Linked DNA regions of Delphinus delphis: region 1 is linked to region 2. Evidence: chromatin contacts called from public Hi-C data. All regions are on one chromosome and are shown on one strand. The core of a region is the stretch at or near the end of the contact, and the rest is flanking DNA. Distances in the headings are between cores, read along the strand shown. Region 1 holds the start of CASR (calcium sensing receptor). Region 2 holds the start of POLQ (DNA polymerase theta).

Evidence for each region. Hi-C and Micro-C count contacts between places; a contact is called where the count stands out from the background.
Region 1: a contact with region 2 is called in a Hi-C map of lung, with 8 times the contacts expected there. The contact joins the promoter of CASR here to the promoter of POLQ in region 2. A contact is called at or near these places in 2 of 3 Hi-C or Micro-C datasets (lung and muscle).

What each region holds. Positions count from the first base shown.
Region 1 is chr4:67,523,118-67,525,817 of mDelDel1.2, forward strand. CASR (calcium sensing receptor) reads left to right here and starts at 1,381. Exons shown (of 6, transcript XM_060009909.1): 1 at 1,381-1,565. The coding sequence starts at 1,381.
Region 2 is chr4:66,978,336-66,981,035 of mDelDel1.2, forward strand. POLQ (DNA polymerase theta) reads right to left here and starts at 1,353. Exons shown (of 30, transcript XM_060009907.1): 1 at 1,173-1,353; 2 at 526-705. The coding sequence starts at 1,353.

The DNA of each region.
Region 1 (2,700 bases), core at 131-2,630, 540 kb after region 2:
GTTGCAAAGGGACAAGACTGAAGGCAGGAAGACCAGTTAGGAAATAGTTACATAAACCCAAATAAGAAATGCCAGGGTACTTAAGATGGCCTTGGAAATGGGAAGGTGTGGATGCATTCCAAAGAGATTTAGGAAGTAGAGTCTACAGGACGTGGTGGTTGTTTGAATATGAAGGATGATGATGAGAAGAGGGAGGGGGTAAGGAGGATTCCTTATTTTGTGTCTTTGTGGATGGCATGTCGTTTGCTGAGGAAGAAGACAGTGAAGGAGGAACAAGGTTGGGAGGAAGGTGAGTTTAGAGTCTGTCAAGTTGGAAGCACCTGTGGGACATCCAGGTGGCGATGTCCAGTCGACAGTTCAGTGCTTGGGCCTGAACCTCAGGAGAGGCTGTATAGTTAGTCAACATTGGCATGTAACTGGTAATTAGTAATTGACCCACAGAGTGGGTGAGATAGTGTGTGGAGCGAGAAGAGCAGAGAGTTCCTACTAGGATAATGATGCTGAAGCAGAAGGACCATTCCCTAGATCCAGCTGTAGAGTTTGGTAGAACATAATCCAACCCTTGATTTACCTGCATCCTTTCCAAGAACTATTCTTCAAAGGTTTATGGAGTATCATATTATAAATGGAACCAGAAATCTGGGATGAGGAGGCCCCGAAAGTGGGGTGGGGGGAGTACAATAATAAATAAAAATAAGTGGCCTTCTCTGACATTTTTGTTTGATTTGGAGTCAGATTTAAACTTAACTATGACTCATTCTGTATTTTCCATACAAACATATATGGTGAATAAAATAGCATTACTAGTAGTATAATACAAGGAACTGCTACCACTAGGCCAACTCTGTGCATTATTCACACGGAAGAATGAAGGGATTAAAATCCAGTGGCAACATCAGTGAAGGCCTCAGCTTATCAATGGCCTCTTTAAAATGAACATGGTCCTTCTCTGATATGGGCAATTGAAATGTTCTGTATCTTATGTGAAGTGCTATAAAAATGAGGCTCAAAGCCATGCCCTCCCCACCTGCTACCCCTCAGCCTCTCTAAGTGGAAATTCTGAGCCACTTCTGTTTCAGTCATCATAACAACATGGGATTTAGGCTTAGTTGAATTCATTTTGTTTCTCTTTTGTTTTTAGAAAGTACTACCCGCGGTCTCTGCATGATGTGGCTTCTGAAGACTCAAGAACCACCCGCCTCACTAGCCTGCGATGGAGAGGGCAGAAGTGGAAATTCAAACACCACGGTTCCATTCTGTTACTAATTCTGTAGACATGTGCCTCCACCGCAGGGAGTAAGTCACACCAAGGGGGAAAGTTCTCAGGGGCCCCCAGACCACCAGCACCCTTGTCCCTCCCCCTGGAGAGAAAGCAGAACTATGGCATTTTATAGCTGCTGTTGGATCTTCTTGGCTTTTACCTGGTGTACTTCTGCCTATGGGCCTGACCAGCGAGCCCAGAAGAAAGGGGACATTATCCTCGGGGGGCTCTTTCCTATTCATTTTGGAGTAGCAGCCAAAGATCAAGATCTAAAGTCGAGGCCGGAGTCTGTGGAATGTATCAGGTAAGGTCAGGAGCCACCCTGGAGAGTCTTTTCTCCTGGTGGTTGGAGAAAAGCTGTACCAAACCTGAAATAATTTTTTCAAAGTTGGTTCTCTCTTTTCAAAAATGGTGACTGGTAACCATGCTGAAGCTTATTATTCCCCCCCCCCTCATTTTTTTAAAAGAAATTTTTCCAAAAATAAAATGTCAAAGATACTGAATAGAAAAATCCATGGCCTGTTGGAGCCGTGCTTGGTCACTTGGTAACTCAGTCATCATTGTTCACCTGGAGGCTGTGTTACTTAATGGAAGACCAAGTACCTAGAAAGAAATTTATTGTAGGTTTTGCAAACCTGAGTAGTAAAATCTCCCAATGACCTTAAGTGCCCCAGTGGTCATAATACCTGAGTGTTGGCTGCCTCACTCTTATTTTTTTTAAGGATTTTAAAGCTGAAAGAAACTTCAGTGGCTGGCATGACCTGGGCGTCTTCAAAATGCAGCCCGTAGCATTTGGAATCACTCCCATTAGAATTCTTATAGGAAGCTGAAATCCCCCTGCTAACGCAGAATCCATCTACATAGATAGAGAAACACAGAATCCATCTTAACTCTCTCACTGGACTCTGTCTTCGGCCATTTGAAGACAGCTAACATGCCCCCTTGAATCATTTCTTTTCCAGACCAAATAGTTTTCTAAATAGTTGTTTCATGACATGATTTTCAGACCCTCACCATTCTGGATGCCCTCTCTCTGATGTTCCCTAATTTATCATGACTCTTAGAATATGGCGTCTAACACTAGGTACAATTCCTTCAAATAGTATCTGACTTCTGCGGAGTACAGAGGGCTGTATATCACCTGCCTTAATCTGGACATCAGAGACCATTACTGCACCTCAAGTCTTGACCCATCTTGTGAGAGAGAAGAGCACTTTCTCTTGAGATTTGCAACTTCCAGAAGGGATCCAGCACTTTCCCTTGGTCTTCCTGATACCTAGAAAATGAAAATGAAAACTAGAATCGTTCCAACAAAACTGGATTTCTGCTCGTGTTCTAATGAGGGCTCACAAATTAGATAACATTTTCACATTTTTTTATGAGTGCAGAAAAACTAAGTGTAGAATTTCACTGATGCTGTTTATATCCTTCACGTAACC
Region 2 (2,700 bases), core at 103-2,602:
GAGCACATTTACATCTCATACCGCACACTCACTCTGGGACATATGTTTTTTTGTTGTTGTTTTTTTTTTTTCTTTGCGGTGCGCAGGCCTCTCACTCTTGTGGCCTCTCCTGTTGCGGAGCACAGGCTCCGGATGTGCAGGCTCAGCGGCCACAGCTCATGGGCCCAGCTGCTCCGCGGCATGTGGGATCTTCCCGGACCGGGGCACAAACCCGTGTCCCCTGCATCGGCAGGTGGCCTCTCAACCACTGCGCCACCAGGGAAGCTCTGGGACACATGTTTTTTGAGAGGAATGGTAGGCAGATAATTCTGTTTAAATTGTTCGGTTTTTGCCTTCCCCCACCCTACCATCTAATGGAATTTTCATAATTTAAGTATGCATATGATGAAACTCTGCTTTTCAAATATTTTAAGACTTTCTCTAGTTATAAAGCACTCTCTCACTCACCTTACCTCAATAGAGTGTCCTTTACATTAATAATGTCTTAAAAATAGTAGAGAAATTAACTTGCACAAATTTGAATACCTGAATAGACTAAATTCTTTCCTTCCAGGACTTGTCCAAGCAAAAGGCACTCTGCTTGCCATTCAAACATCTTTTTTACACCAAAACTGTGATATTTCTCCAGAACCGCTGTAGGAAGCCCCCAGTTTGCCAATAGCAGCTTGTCTACTTTATCGTCAGGAAACGTCTGCTTGCATTTCCCTTTTAGGAAAAAAAAGGAAATAGTTGAATTTAGTTCTAACATAAGACTTCAGTAATTTGCTTTCCACTGTGTTTTGGGATTCCTATGTGTTGTAAAGAGGCTATTTAAAGTACATCCTGACATAAAACACATACAATATAAGGATCTGTAAGGAGCACTGGGCACTATTAGGAGTGAATTCCCTACAGGTGATGAGATTTGGCCAGCTAGTAAGTTGTTTCTGTAAATAAAGGTCGAAAAGACCCAGAAACCACTTGAAGACAGTCGCTGAATATGGACTGAAAGCTCTTCCACGTCAATAGAAAGTGACGTGCCGCACCAGGTCCTAGTCACAAACTGAGAAAGGGGAGTAGAAGCCTAGCAGGCCGTGCAAACGCGCGAGCTCCGCGCGGTGAGGACACCTCCCGACGAGTGGCCCGGCTGAGCTGCCTACCTCGCCCGCTGCCCACGGAGTGCCTGGGAGTACCTGCAGCTCTAGCCGGCGGGCGGCCGCGGTCCTTCAGGCTGCGTCTCAGGCCCGGGGGCGGGCTCAGCACCGGCCCCGAGAGGAGCAGGGGGCTGTCACTGCTGTCACCGCCACTTCCCGAAAAGAAGTCTGAGCCTGGTGCTGAACGTCGTCGTTTCCCACTCCAGCGAGTCAGATTCATCGCGAAATATTCTCGGCCATTCAGGGAAAGGCACAGTCCCTGCGTCCTCCCGCTCGGAAGAAACGGAAGTTGGCGACAGGTGCGGCCGCCATCTTCCCGCCACGGCTTTCAAACTCAGGCCTCCCAGCCCGCCCCGGAACCATAGAGTTCCCAGTGACGAGAGTAACCTGAGGACCATAGAATCGTGGGGAAGGAGGGGCTCTCGCTGGTGTCGTAGACCTCCGGCCTGTCACCTCGGTTGTCGGATAGTGAAAGAGAACCAGACTTGGACCTAGATTAAACGGGGGGAAAAACCAGACTCAGTATATATAATCTCCAATTATAATCATACTGGCTTAAAGTTTTTCCTTTTCTTTTTGTCCATGTCTGGTTTAAATAGCAAGTTTATGTTAACTTCATAAAATGAACTGCCCATAATAGGTAGAGAAGTAGCTCTATTTAACATATTGTATTTTTAAAACAATTATTACAAATTATATGTGCAAAATATTATACAAGTAAAATTTGGGATTTAGAATGAAGTGCAATTTACTCCTGCTTTACTTTCTGCTTTATAACAAGATATGGGAACATATGTATATGTATAACTGATTTACAGATGGTAGGGCAGAGGTTATTTCTGTACACAATTTCTACTTTAGCCATCATACGCTGTGAGGAATATGTGATGGAGAGATAGGGACTGCGGCCGATAGACCTCTTAGGTAGTAGAACGCTGCATAGAAGGGGCTCTGGATGTGCCCGAGTGATCATTCGGAGCCAAGAGTTTGTTAATGGATCTGTGCTCTACCTTTGGCAAGGTAGAATCAAACGAGTTCTGGACTTAAACTGATGCCAGTTAATTACCCAGTTGCACAATTCGTTTCACCAAGCAAATCTAGTCAGGGAAAGGCCTGCCCTGAAGGGGTGGTGCTTTTCTACAGCTCTAAAAGTCTCAAAAGGACCAGTCCAATAACAACAACAAAAATTCTCATATTTCCCGGACTTGTAGTCTGGGAAATAGGAGAATCAATTCTCCTGTGAAACCTTCCTTGTTAAAAGAAAAATTTTTTGGACAGTATTCTAAAATTCCACAAGATGGAGACATTACTCCATGAAGGAAACATTTTTCTTAGTTAACCTTTCTTGCAATCATTCACTCAACTAGTTATTGAGCGTCTACTACGTGCTAGGCATTGGGTATATGGCAGGGAAATGGAAGAAATGGCTCCTGCTCTCAAAGTGAAAGAGACTAGAGGAGACAGACATTAAACTAATTAATTAATTGATAATTTTAAATTGTACTATTGCTCAGGCAAAAAAGAATAGAGTGCTATCAAAGATATAAAAGGATCCTAATTTAGATTG